5 separate regions of the Sus scrofa genome follow, and regions 1, 2, 4 and 5 are each linked to region 3. A link is a contact called in public Hi-C and HiChIP or PLAC-seq data. All regions are on one chromosome and are shown on one strand. Each heading gives the region's core, a stretch centred on a gene start, on an enhancer-like site or on the middle of the called end of the contact. The rest is flanking DNA. Distances are from core to core; before and after follow the strand shown.

The links. Hi-C and Micro-C count contacts between places; a contact is called where the count stands out from the background. HiChIP or PLAC-seq counts read pairs in DNA pulled down with a chosen protein or histone mark.
Region 1: a contact with region 3 is called in a Hi-C map of embryonic fibroblasts, with 4 times the contacts expected there. The contact joins the promoter of CLUL1 here to the promoter of THOC1 in region 3. A contact is called at or near these places in 4 of 5 promoter capture datasets (fetal liver, fetal skeletal muscle, liver and 1 more), 27 of 47 Hi-C or Micro-C datasets (adipocytes, adipose tissue, alveolar macrophages and 17 more) and 2 of 2 datasets of contacts at active chromatin or transcription factors (alveolar macrophages and skeletal muscle).
Region 2: a contact with region 3 is called in an H3K27ac HiChIP or PLAC-seq map of alveolar macrophages. The contact joins the promoter of TYMS here to the promoter of THOC1 in region 3. A contact is called at or near these places in 3 of 5 promoter capture datasets (fetal skeletal muscle and liver), 5 of 47 Hi-C or Micro-C datasets (alveolar macrophages, embryonic fibroblasts, mesenchymal stem cells and 1 more) and 2 of 2 datasets of contacts at active chromatin or transcription factors (alveolar macrophages and skeletal muscle).
Region 4: a contact with region 3 is called in an H3K27ac HiChIP or PLAC-seq map of alveolar macrophages. The contact joins the promoter of ROCK1 here to the promoter of THOC1 in region 3. A contact is called at or near these places in 2 of 5 promoter capture datasets (fetal liver and liver), 2 of 47 Hi-C or Micro-C datasets (heart right ventricle and retroperitoneal adipose tissue) and 2 of 2 datasets of contacts at active chromatin or transcription factors (alveolar macrophages and skeletal muscle).
Region 5: a contact with region 3 is called in an H3K27ac HiChIP or PLAC-seq map of skeletal muscle, with 6 times the contacts expected there. The contact joins the promoter of ENOSF1 here to the promoter of THOC1 in region 3. A contact is called at or near these places in 1 of 5 promoter capture datasets (liver) and 2 of 2 datasets of contacts at active chromatin or transcription factors (alveolar macrophages and skeletal muscle).

What each region holds. Positions count from the first base shown.
Region 1 is chr6:105,706,063-105,708,762 of Sscrofa11.1, forward strand. CLUL1 (clusterin-like protein 1) reads right to left here and starts at 1,261. Exons shown (of 8, transcript XM_021097608.1): 1 at 1,156-1,261. The coding sequence starts at 1,261.
Region 2 is chr6:105,658,945-105,661,644 of Sscrofa11.1, forward strand. It overlaps TYMS (thymidylate synthetase), which reads right to left and starts at 1,335. Exons shown (of 7, transcript NM_001243579.1): 1 at 1,030-1,335. The coding sequence starts at 1,237.
Region 3 is chr6:106,037,946-106,040,645 of Sscrofa11.1, forward strand. It overlaps THOC1 (THO complex subunit 1), which reads left to right and starts at 1,317. Exons shown (of 20, transcript XM_021096158.1): 1 at 1,317-2,700. The coding sequence starts at 2,577. It overlaps LOC110261178 (a long non-coding RNA gene), which reads right to left and starts at 2,601. Exons shown (of 4, transcript XR_002345053.1): 1 at 2,175-2,601.
Region 4 is chr6:106,313,572-106,316,271 of Sscrofa11.1, forward strand. ROCK1 (rho-associated protein kinase 1) reads right to left here and starts at 1,427. Exons shown (of 33, transcript XM_005653400.3): 1 at 385-1,427. The coding sequence starts at 477.
Region 5 is chr6:105,611,885-105,614,584 of Sscrofa11.1, forward strand. ENOSF1 (enolase superfamily member 1) reads left to right here and starts at 1,374. Exons shown (of 16, transcript NM_001243617.1): 1 at 1,374-1,502. The coding sequence starts at 1,419.

The DNA.
Region 1 (2,700 bases), core at 11-2,510, 330 kb before region 3:
TCATCTGCAACCTACACCACAGCTCACAGCAACGCCAGATCCTTAACCCACTGAGTGAGGCCAGGGATCGAACCCGCATCCTCATGGATGCTAGTTGGGTTCACTAACCGCTGAGCCACGACGTGAACTCCTTAATTTTTTTTTTTAATAGCATCAAACTCTGAAAGCAGATCACCATAATTCAGATCTCAGCTGCTACACGGACTCGACTACCACCCAATAATACCTTCTGTTCCTCACTTAAGAGCTTCTAGCCAAGTCAGAGTCAATTTAACCCCATTCTTATCATTTTCCTCAGAGCCTGTTTTCATTTATCGAGTTTTTTTTCCTTTCCTTTAAAACCCAAGTGTGTTTAGATTAGAGAAAATGTTGAATTTTCTTCACAGACAATTTATATTAAATGCCCAACTGGGAGCCTCAAACACATTGAACACTTTCCCTTTCTTTCAGCTTCAGTTACCTTCCCTGGAGGCATCAAATCTAAAAGTATCTCATATAATACAAGATTCTTTAATAACCTACTGGACATCTCTTACACCCTTTTAATAAGCATTTAGTGCGTATGAAATTCATTGCCATTGTCTCTTCACAATAGCCAATGTGGCCACCAAAGAAGCTTAATCTTGCCTCCAAATTTAATTATATAGATCCCCAAGAGGAACACTTAAACTCACTATTTCTAAGTGTTAGGTACCCAAAGCATCCATCAAGCAAAGGCCACACATTAATGAGCACAGACCAACCGGATTCAATGTCGTTACAACCTATTCTTTCACTGTCTCAAGACTAATGGCATGGATTACTTTAATTGTTTAAATTTTTCAAATGCTTGAAAAGAATTTCACTGTTCATTAAAAACTGTGCTCAGAAGACACCAAACATCTGGATGAGACCAAGCAATGCTGCCGAAACGTTGGCAAGTTTTATCTCCGTGATAGCAAACATCTGGCTATGCGATAGCCATTGGAATGTTCTATTTTTATCCAGATGTTGGGCGTCGTGTCTACTTGGCTTAAGTGCCTGGAGAATGGCTCACCGTGAAACTAGAGGGAGTCCTAAACACAGTTATCTCTCAACTGTAAATCACCGTAAATGCCAGTAGGACGTGCAAACAGGCACACAGGACACAGTGCAGATAAAGAAACCAAAACTTACCCTTCAGGTTTCCACGGATGGCAGTTTTGTCCTCCCAAATAGGTGCACAGTGACAATCTTTCAACCACAGCAGATACACAATAAACACCAGGAGTGGCAGCTTCATGGTTCCACAGTTACTGCAAAGGAAAAATAAACCTGCATCAAATGGCTTAAGTTAGTTTCTTGTGGCAGCAATTGAAAACACATGGTGATCCAAAGTGTTTTTCTGTCAATTTTTCTTTATGACTTGAGACAATGTATGCTAATATGGCTGAGACAAAAGGAGACTTGAAATCTAAATACATTAAAAAAAAAGACAACACAAGCACTATTTTGTTTACATTTTTCCTAACAGTTAAATAAGACCATCATCTGAAGCTTTTGAAATTTAAGGCAACCAATAGTGTGGATCACAGCCCCATAGAAGCCAAATTTCACTTTCTTTCCTTATCAATAGCAAACATCTCCAAACACAGAATTAATTAATTAAAATATGTTGGCAGATTGCTTTTTCTCCAAAATTCTGAGTCCTTAATTAAGTTTTTACCTAGATGGTTTACTACTTATTTTTTAATGAAAGCAGAAACAGCCTCAGATTTTTCTGATACATCTTATAAAACTCATCAAGATACCCGAAACAGGCAGAGTTAAATTTTCTTTCTTCTCAGGTAATCAATTTTCTTTTAAATCTAATTTTATATACATTAGCTGTAAACATTCCAAATAACAATGCATGCTTTAATAAAGTTGTATCTGTAAAATAAGTTAGATTATCTTGTCTCTTCCCAAAGAGGATGTTTATCTGCTTTATGTATATTCATTATTTTGGGGAAAAAAATGCTCCATTATTTAACCAACACTTGGAATGTCTTTTAAAAATACCAGTAGTTACAAAGCTATCACATTTTACATCTACATTTACCATTTGGACTAATTCTTCTCTTTCTATTAAGACTCTATTTACCAGATGAAATTTTAATATATTTACCACTAACTTTGCAGGCTCTCCCCCAGTGAATTTTCCACCAGCTTCTGGAAGGACCCTCACCTTTCTCTGATTTAATTTTCATCTGTGTCAGGGATTTACCCTTGTTCTATTAATTTGATGACACAGTTCTTAATCCTATTAACCTAACATTTTGAGATTAAGAGTATGGTTTAAAATGTGGTAGGGTTTAGAAAGAAACACTAGAGGGCGGGCTGTCTACACGATCAGGAACAATGACCTTGAGATACTTTAAACACGCAAAATTTTTTTTTTTTTTAAATGTGGAACGCTTCGCCAAATTTGCCAGTCATCCTTGCGCAGGAACCATGCTAATCTTCTCTATATGATCCCAAGTTTAGTATATGTGCTGCCATAGTGAACAGACACAAGTATGTTTTGATAGACATTAAAGCCTTAAAAAATTTATTTTAATTTGAATTGTACTGGAGTTTCACTGTGGTGCAATGGGATCGGTGGTGTAGCTGCAGTGCCAGAATGTAGATTCGATCCCCGGCCCAGCACAGTGGATTAAAGGATCAGGCGCTGCTGTAGCTGTGGAGTGGGTTGCAACTATA
Region 2 (2,700 bases), core at 85-2,584, 380 kb before region 3:
TCATGTGACAAGGATAGCTTCTTCGAGCACCTATTCCCCTCCATTTTGAGGATTATTTCCTCCATTTTGAACAGACGAGGAAGTTGAAGATCAGAGAGGTTAAGCAACTTGCCCAAGGTCTAAGCAGAGAGGCTTGAGTAAAAACAAGGTCTGTGGCTCACAGGAGGCCACTGAACTGGAGCCAGCAGGAAGGTGGAGCCCCTGTGCCCAGAATAACCCCCTCTCTAGCTGTGCAAGCCAGAGTGACCACTGCAGCCCTGTATTTTCCAGTCTGCAGAATGGGTGTGCGGTGCAGAGTTTTCTCTCCTGACCGGAGTGAATCTGCTTCAATTAAGAGGGTTCCCCCACTCAAAACCACCCTCCACACCTGTCTCACCGACAGACGTCCGGTGCCGACCCCCATCCTGCCCCCTGGTGCCCTGAAAGCCTGACCCTAACAACCCCAAGACACACTCCTTCCTGGAAGCCACCCTGTTCAAAGCTAAAGACGAACAAGAATACCACTAGGACTCTCACGTTCCAGTTTCAAGGTTTAAGAAGGATCAGGTGGGAAAACTGTCTGGAGCCACAAGTTCCCGCCCCCACCTCCCAGTTCTCCCGCCGCGGCCCCGCCCATGTCATCTTCGTTCCAATTTTTAAAAACTTGCAAAGCGGAGCGGCGGAGGGAAGAGGAGGGGCCCTGCAGCCCAGGCCTGGGTCAAGCCCGGGCAGGTCCTCTCCCACTCTCTAGTCTGGGGCAAGAACTGCAGGGTAGTGGCCACCGCGGGGAGACAGCTTAACAGGGTGATTAAGAGCCAGCGGACCAAGTTTTACCTCCCAACTCTATCCCTCCAGGGCGTGAGACCCTACGCAAACCACTTCTCCGATCCAAGCTTCAGTTTCGGGGGCCAAGGCCGCTTCCCCTCCTCACCGAGTTAGGTTAGGACTAAGCGTGGGGGGGCCTAGCCTCTCCCGCCCGCTCCCCGCCCCCACCGCAGCACCGCGGGCACCGGGCGCGCTCCCCGGCTGCCCGCCGCCAGCCCGCGTCACCTCTCAGGCTGTAGCGCGCCTGCATGCCGAACACCGACAGCGTGCCGGTGCCCGTGCGGTCGTCCTTCCGGAAGCCGCAACGGAGGATGTGCTCGATCTGCCCCAGGTACTGCAGCTCCCCGTGGTGCTGCGGCCGCGGCTCGGCGCCCTGCTCCTGAGCGGGAGGCGGCGATGGCGGGCGAGGCAGTTCGGAGCCGGCAGCAGGCATGGCGTGGGTGCTGGCGCGGCTGTAGGTACCCGACCGCTGCAGGCAAGGAGAAAGGACTTTTCCCGACGCCTCTTTTCCCGCCAAAGCGCCGGAGACTCCGCCTCTTCCCGTGCCGTTAGGTGATGTCGGCCTCCGCCCCGAACCGTGGGGCCCCGCCCCTCGCGCCAGAAGGTGGCTTAGAGCCGGCCAGAAAGTCATCGCATTTATCCCCTTTTAAAAGTCGAAAGAACCTTGGGTCCAGAAGGAAATAAAAAGACGCTCTGTTTGGAAAGTTTTGGGAGCGACCGCGCCTTTCGGTGGCCTGGGACAATTTCCACGTGTTGGTGAAATCTGAAAACAAACAAAACCCTGTGGTTTTGATGTGAGGGGGGCCTGCTGCAGGTGGTCAGCATTTACATTTTCCCCCATCTTCATTCAAGGCTGGCAGCTGAAGCAAATGGTGTAAGGCAGCTTTTTTACTTGATTAATGACAGTCAGTGGTTTAAATTTTTGAATAGCAAATCTTACAATTTTAGTGAAATATTTATTATAAGAACACTCGTGGGAGGACATATTTGATAATGACTTTACGGGGTATTAATACATGTACATGCAACAGCAGTCTTTGGAATCAACAACAGTTTATTGAGCACATGGTAGTAGATGGTGATAAATTTTTTTGATGTCCCTGCATCTTAGGTTATGAAGAACAAGAGTATAGGCTGAAACAAACCAAACACTGTCTTACCATTTAATTAAGTCAGTGGTCTTGCTTGCTTTGCCTTTTGTTTTCCCCTTCTGGTTATCTCAAGTTTATTGTCGGTGCAAGATTCTGGAATCTCTCTGCTAAAGGACACTCCCAAAATTCAAGGTTGAAATTGTAATAAACAAACATTCTAAGAGGAGGTAAATATTTTTCACCTGCAGCTCGGCCTGATCTGCTCAGCGAAAACAATGTCGCATTTGTGGGGCACAAAGCCTGAAATCCAACCTGGAAGACAATTTACAAAGTAGCTGGCCATTTAGGTTAATTGGAGGGGAAAACAAACATTAAGAAGAGACTAAGGAAGTTTTTCAGGGAATATGTCACAAGCTTCATAGTTGGAATGCTCTTGCTGTTTGGTTGTATGAGTATTCACAAAGGGTACACTGAAATGTACAGTTAGCACGTTTTAAATCTATTTAATCTATTTAATCCATCACCTGGTAGGCCGGCCTTTCCTGCTTCGCGTGTTTCATTCTTCCCCTCCCCCAGCAACTTCCCAACCCCTGCCCCTGACTCCAGTATAATAATAACATTAAAAAGCCATCTGTATCTGCTTGGGGAATGATGGCCAGCCTGTGTTGTGCTGTACTGTGTAGACAGTACTGTGCTGGGTTGTCTCCAGGCACGGTGGGCATTCTTCCTAATGGTCATTTGGGAAGAGATTGCTTATTTGGAAAACCGGAACTCAGAAAACAGGCTTTATGGAGTTCCCACTGTG
Region 3 (2,700 bases), core at 67-2,566:
CTTAAATTATGTTCATCTATGATGCTCCAATCAAGATCACCAAACAGAATTTTATCAAGAACACTAGATGATGGTAATGAAATAAAATAATAATACTGCATATATAACCTAATATTATATTTGTGCCTAGCAAATAGTAGGCACTCAACAAATAAGTAATGAATTGTACCATATTTACAATATAAAACGCTTGAAAACTGCCATCACCCTACTTAAAAAGGCAGCACCCACAGATTGTTTTCACGTAATTCCTCTTTTCCCCACAAAATATAAGTCCCAAAACTTACACAAAGTGCCAGCTCTCTTCCATTCTTCTTTTCAGTCCCATTTCTCCTAAGCCAAGAATCTCACTCTTGTTGCTCAACTTTGTCTCTCACACATCAGTTCCCTGTTAATATAATTCTTTCAATCCACTTAAACTACCTACAGAGAGAAAGGGACCTACAGATAGGGCCCAGAACTGGAACCACCAAAAGCCGCAACCCAACATTCTAACACGGCTGACTGGGGAGCCTGGAAAAGGATGTTTCCTTGGCCTGGGCCAGAGGATAAAGACCACAACAAAAGCAGACCAAGCTGCCCCTTGGTCGTCTTCTAGATCTCACCACTCCAATGGAAACTTGAATCCAGTGGACACACCAGAAGAGGAAGAAAGATGTGCTTAGAATCCATTTAAACATCCTTCCTAGAATTTCCCATGGAGGGTGTTTCCTAACAGCAAGGCATTCCCTGGCCCCTTTTACCTCGCTAGCGTAGGAGGAAAAAAGAGGTGCTCAGGAAATTTGAGTTTACATGTTATTGGATGTCTGCTCTTTGATGTTATTATTACATACTTCTTAAAAATATATATATTATTGACAATAAGATCCTTACCCTTATCTAATTATAAGGAAATGACTTATGAGGCCCATGGCTTGGGGAAGATTCATGGGTTAAGATTTGAGAAAAATACAGACTTTGGGCTTAAAGCTAGGGGTTCAAATCCCAAATTCAGCTTTCTCTAGCTATGTGATCTAGGTCAGAGGAGCCTATTTCCTCAAAGTGTTAACCATGTACAACGTTGTTGTAACTAGTAAAAATAATGCAGAAAAAGTGTCTGGCTGATAGGAGATACTCAATAAAACTTGGGCATTTCTTATGATGGTCTAACAGTGTGAAGCATACAAAAATTAATCTCTTATAGAGCTATTATGCAAATTACTCCTAATCAAAACTGTATACTGCAGTTTTTCATTTATGTTGGCCAGCACTCCTCAAAAAGGCAATTAAGCTGTATTACCTGGTCCATTCAATCATTTGTTCATTGATTACTCAAACAGATACTGTCCACTGTGTACAAAGTGCCCAACAGATGTGTGAATAAACCATTGTGTGACTAGGCTTTGACAGATGGATCAATAAACTCAAACTCTTCCTGTTTGGATTTTTGTAAAAAATAATTTTATTTATCTCTTAACTCTTAGTTACCTCCAGACAGTTAACAATCATCTATAATATACTAATCCTATTACATCAGCTACCTATTAAATTGCTTAGTCGCAGTTTATTTCGGCAATTTGGAAATTTAAGTTATACAACGGAACCTGAATGATTGATTCTGTTGATTCTAAAAAAAAAAAAAAATTTGCAACGCTCCGGGTAGCCATCAGTGTTCACAATTCCCACATTAGGGAGAAGATTATGCCAAGCTATCTTTTTGTTAGCATTCTGTATTCCCGCTGGAGTCAACGAAGGAAACGAGGTAAAGCTCGCCTAGCTTTACACCCATATGGAGGGAGACAAGAGCTGGTGTAAAGTTCCTTGTGTTTGGGTCAGCGTTTCTTTTCCCACTACAAAATTCCAACTGAATAAATTCCGGCCACTTGGCTTCTCATTGGCCAAGCAAGAGGGGACAAGGGAGCAAACTGCCGGGAAGCCAAGGTTTTGCAACCGCTGCCTTAATCCCCAACGCGGTGCCACCGGTTATCCAATCAGCGCCGAGTACCACATTCCTCCCCGAGGTTCCTCCTCCAGTAGAGACCTCTACGTAACAGCAAAGTCAGCTAATCCCCAAATATTCCTAATAATACTTACATTGCTACACAAGCCACACTTGCATTCATTATTTCACTCAAGCTCCTCAACGACCCAAGAATAGGGGTACTGTTTGTATTTCTCAGGAGAGGGGACTGCACCTGAGCTACAGATCCCAGGAGCTCCAGGGCCGATACGCAAATCCCGAGCTGTAACCACGCCTTCGAGAAGAACTGCGATCTGGCGGCTCAGGACCACTGCCGACACTTCCTCAGCCTGAAGCTTTCCGGGATAACCCACTTGCCTTGGATTCTCAGGCAGTAGTTACCCTCCCTCGCGGCCCACTGAGCCGATAACCTGACGCATTCACCCATCCTCCCCAAACCTGGAAAACCACTGTCAAGTGTGCGTCCTTGCCAGCAACGCGCAGCTCTTACAAGACGAGGCCTCGAATCTGCCGTCACTCTAAGGGTCACCCACGAACCCGGATCAAGCACTGAGTGGCCGACTCAGGCTTCCCACGCCCGCCCGACCGCGGTCACCACAATTGTTCCCATTAACAAATGGGCCCAGCCCTGAACGTAGAGGCCGCTCTATCCTCTCACGGAGCCAGCCCTCTCGTTGCTCCTTACCTGACGTCATCGTCAGGCGCCGCGGCGCGGTGGCGGGCACGCGCAGCCGAGAAGA
Region 4 (2,700 bases), core at 177-2,676, 280 kb after region 3:
TAAATCGCTGAAAATGGAAAACAGTCTTTTCCAATCTTACTGTCAAACCGATCAGAAAGATTAATATTACTAAAATCGCCAATCAACAAACTATACACATAGTAATAAGCTGGACGGGGTAACTATGATGCCTGCAAGTTTATTAAGTGTCTTTTGTGTAATGATGAACTGAGTCAGAACTACAAGTTGAGAGAGTAGTTAGTACAATGATAAACAGGGCCACAGCACGAGATTTTAGTGGTACTCCAATATTCTTCACAAACACCACCAGATTTTGGTGTTTTCCACACCTGAATTTTTCTTTTGCCGATAACCAGACTGAAAGCAAGAGGAAGGAAATAAACAGAGAACCTCAGACAAGCAAAAGAGAACTGGGCTACTCACCAGCAAACAATCTGAATTCACTTCCGATTTGGGATCCCGCAGCAAGTTGTCGATTTTTTCAAACCGAGTCTCAAAACTGTCCCCAGTCGACATGTTGCTGCTACTGTGACAATACCCTCGTACCAGCACAAGCAGCGGAAAGCAATTTCAGCCAACTTCCTCCGGCGGTGGGTTCGCGGCCGCCGGGCGGAGGAGCCGGAACTCCAGGGTCACCAGGTGCGCGCGGTCCCCCTCCTCCCCCTCACTAAGGGGATCTCCGCTCTCCAGACCCCGGGCCGGGGGCGACGGCGACCCACAGCCGCTCGGATGCCCAAAGTAGCATCCCACCCGGCAGCCCCTCACGACAGCCGACAGCGCCGTCGCCACCAGACTTGTCGCTCCAGGCAAATGCTTCAGCCTAGCGGGCCCCGGCCGCCTTGGCCATGGAGAGTTCCCGGTCCCGAGATGGGCAGGAGGGGGTAGAGAAAGAGAAGCAGGGTGGAGACTCCTCCGGGCAGCAGGGGAGGGAGAGGAGGAAAGGCGAAAGCGAAGGGCGGGTGCGGAGCCGTGCCAGCTGCCGCCGCCGCCGCCGCCTGGGCCCCCGGCCGGGCCCGCTCCGTTCTGAGGCGCTGGAGGCGGTCTAGCCCTGCATCCCCGGCACCACTTGGCCCGGCCCGACGCACCGACCCGCGCCGGCCAAGAGCTGGTCCCCGAGGGATAGCCTCACTCTCCCATTTTGTCCTGGCGCTGCTGGGGCTGCTGCTGTGGCGTCCGGCGGGGCAGGGCGAGGTCGGTGCCCGATGGAGACTTAGGAGAGGACAGGCTGGAGAGCGGCCGGTAAAGGAGATGAGAGTCGGGTCCCGGCGGCTGCTGCTGGGGGAGCTCCTGGGAGGTGCTGCGGCCCCGGCTGGGGAAAGGGCGAGTCGCGACGGCGAACGCTTTGGGGGGTGGGGCGATGGGGGCCGTGAGGGACTAATATGTCCGCCTTCCTGTTCAAACAAACGGAGACCGCCGGCGTAGACTGCGCATGCGGGGCGCGGACGTTCGGAAGGGGAACCGGGCCTGCCTCGCGCGCGCGCGCGCGCGCGCACTCCGGCGCCTCCGCAGGGCCGGGCGGGGCTGGGTTGGGCGGGGCCGGACGGAAGGCGTGGCGCACCCCGGGCTTCGCGGGCGGGCGGGGTAGGCTGGCAGCCGTGAGGAGCCGACCGGGTGCGGCAGGCAGCGTAACCCTCTCGCCGGCAGGCTCTAGGGAGCCACGCAGCGCTTAGGAAGCGGCTGTGAGAGTCCGGGCTGGGGAGGAGCTCTTGCTGCCTCTAGTCGCGTCCTGGCCGCTGCCTCAGCTCCGCTTCCTTTGGGCTGCAACCGTCGGGTGAATTCTGGCAAGAAAGAAAGGGTGCTTGTTATTGTTATTTTGGAGCTAAGTGGGTTTTTGTTTTTGTTGTCGTTTGTTTCTTGTTTTAAGGGCAAATACCTTTCCGCCGGCAGGCATCAGCATTTTGGCACCACCGGTTTCAGGTCTTCAGTAGTACTGAGTGAACTCCACATGGTTTAACTCGCCTGTGCTTCCATGGGAAAATTACGAAGCAATGCAGTTCATAACCCTCCTAAACCGAGCGTGTGTGTCAGGGGAGCATTAAAATATTGACTCCGGAAGATCTAGTCAGTAGAAATCAAACTCAGTTTAGTTTAAAAAACAAGCCAAATAATAATTATAATCTCGTAGGAAAAATCCGTATTTTTAAGTTAATGTTACTAGTTGTCCTACACCATTGTAGTTCACTTATTGATGCGTAATCCTGACGTTTCAATTTCAAAACATTCAGTGAAACTTGGAATTGTGATTTTACCAGACTAAAGTAGAACGTGAAAATAATGGGCATGTCCTCTTAAATAAGTTGCGTCATTGACTGTACTGAGAGAGTGAGACTGTTCCCCAATCTGCTGATAAAGTTATGTTCCTCACTGCTTTCAGCAGGAAATCTACCGTAATTCGTATGTAGTCAATCTTTAGTTTTGCTCATAGGTCAAATGAAGTATTGCCAGAAATAAAAAATGTAAATGTTTTATCCCACACTGGAAAATGCTGCAGATGAACCAATTGTCTTTGTATGTAAAAATCACTGTGCAGCGTCTGAACAGTTCACCAACTTTCTGAAGTGAGTCAGGGTTTAGGAAAAGTTATATTATTTGAAAAATGTCTCTTCTCTTTTCATTGCATTAGATACAAGAAATAGATGTAAAATCCACTGTATAAATCAAGATAGGAAGTCCTCACAAGAATCATATCAAAAACAACTAGATGGGGAGTCCCCATTATGGCTCAGTGGTTAATGAATC
Region 5 (2,700 bases), core at 124-2,623, 430 kb before region 3:
GACCCATTCTGAAAAAAAATGAACTGAGCCTATATTCTGGCCACATGCCTCCCCCCAAAAAATCAAGAAAGCAGGAAATAGTAGTGGTAAACAAATGGGTAACACGAGAATTAATGTTGATCCATGTGTAAAGTTATCTCCATATGGCACATGAGTAGGGCAGGACAAGGGAAAAGAAGGGCTATTTCCTATTAACATTTGCATTTCAGACTTCACTTGGAAAATGGTAAGATGCAGCCATCTGGCCTCCAATTCTCACAGGGTCATAATCAGCTGGAGCTGACTGGCTAACCCTTAGCTGCGGCAATTGCCTGTTTCTTACCCCCTTGCATCCTGGTGCCTACCTAGCCCCGGTAGGCATCTAAGTTAACCATCTCAGTCCTGAGCCAAGGAATTCATCCAACAGGGCTATATGTATGCATCCTTGAGCAGCAGATAACCTGGGTATCCCTGAGAACACCCCTGCCACACCCTCAAGAACACATTTCAATGGACTCTTACCTATATAGTATTGCCTCCCAAACATTTAACCCTCCAAACAGTCCTCAGTGGTGGTACAAGGCAAGGGGTTGTGACCTCACCCCCCAAAAAATAATATAAAACTTACTGTGTGCACACTTGGTGGGGGGAGATGTCCATAGCCTCCACCGTGTTGTCAAAGGGATGCTACAGCTTTGAGCCTCAGAGTCCCTGCAACTCTAAGAGCCCTTGAGTTTGCAGCCAGGACACTTAACTAGCTATGTGGCTTTGGGCAAATAATTTACATCACTTAATCTCTCTGAATCCCCAATTCACCAATAAAATGGGCATGACCTGCCTTCCTTGCAGTGTTGGGGGATAAGAGGTAAAGTATTCAAAGTACTGCATCAGCAGGGATGTAATAAATGGTGACCCACCTCTTAATTTATCAAACAGGCTGAGGTCACTTAAAGACACAGGATTTTCCAGCACAAGGCTGTCCTGGCTGAGCCGCATGGACCTGCAGACTGAGGTCAGGAATTGAGCCCAGGGCCGAATCTGCGGATTGCACTCTGACCAGACTCGGCTTCTTCCAGGGTGCTGCTCTGGGTACGGTCACTTTGCTAGTTTCTAGTCTGGGTGGAGCAGGGTCCTGCTGGGGCACTGACTCGGTGTGGGGTCAGCCGAGACCCTGAGCGAGTCTACCTGGGGGCGGGCAGGGTGGCAGTAGGCAGCACCCCCACTGCGGGACGGGAACTTGGCGCAAAGAATCGCGAATCGAGGACCTAGAGCTGAGCTGGCCCCTTGGGTCGGGCCAAGTTCTCGAGCGCGGCCACGCCCCCGGGCTGCGCGGCCAATCAGCCCCCGCCAAGCCCGGCTGTGCACCCTTCCGGCTGTGCACCCTTTCAGCTGCGCACACAGTGTCCTGCAGGGTTGGCGTCTCCCCGACACAGGGCGACATGGTGCGTGGCAGGATCTCCCGACTCTCGGTCCACGACTTGCGCTTCCCCACGTCTCTCGAGGGCCACGGCTCAGACGCTATGGTAGGTGCTGCCCAATGCCTCTGGTCTCATCGACGCCAGGGCCCTCCTTGGCGCCGGGCACCCCGTGGTCCTGGAAAGGTTCCCAACTTTGGAACTGTTGCTTTTGTGAGTGGAGAGGCCGGGAAGGGGAATGAAAGTTTTTAGAGATTCTACACTCTCCTAGGTTTTATTTTTTTCTTATTGTTTTTTGCTTTGCTGGAGTTTAGTATTTCCTGTTTTTACTTTTATGACTTGCATTTTGCTGGAAATGGAGTGCATGATATGCAACAACAGCAAAACGGTGGTGGTGTCTCCCCATCAAACCTTAGACTTGACATGGTTCGCGGTGGTAGAGACCAGAAAGCCCCTGGCAGGGTGATTTAGGTGGTGATCCTGCCTCTGCCACAATTTGCAGTGACCAGAAGATCCTAACCTCTCTGTGCTTCTTGGGCTTATCTGTGAAATGAACAATTCACAGTCTGCCTGGGAGACCAAACAAGCTCGTAGTAACAGGTGGTTTGAGAGGAGGCTGAAAACATGAATAGAGAGGATGTGTCACTGTGAACAGTTAAGCAGATGTCAATCTGTGGAAATGCAGTAAAGTACACACTGAAGGACATTTTTGCTCTGAGACACCCCACACCAGCACCACCTTCAAGTGCAGTATTTCCCAAACACATGAGCCCTGTGCAGGGTCTCCTCCAGCCTGTCCCTGGGACACTGCCCTTCCAGGCCCACTCATGAATGGCCACACTAGAAAAGTGTGGTTATGTAATGAACATGGGAAGCATCCAATTTAGGATAATGATTACCCATTACTTGTAGGGGGTGGGGAATGGATACCTCAGGACTGACTTTAACTGTACTTTTGAGCTGGGTGGATGTTCCTCACATTCCTTGTCCTTGGTGTACTTGAAGTGGTTTCTTGTTAAAAAGTGCTGAAGTTGGAGTTCCTGTCCTGGCTCCGTGGTAACGAGCCCCACTAGTATCTGTGAGGACTCAGGTTCCATCCCTGGCCCCACTCAGTGAGTTAAGGATCCCCTAATGCTGTGGTTGTGGTGTAGGCCAGCAGCTATAGCTCCAATTCCACCCCTAGCCTAGGAACTTCCACATGCTGCGGGTGTGGCCCTAAAAAAAAAAAAAAAAAAAAAAAAAAAAAAAAAAAAAAAAAGATGCTGAAGTTCTTTTTATTTAATTTTTATTTTTATTTTGTCTTTTT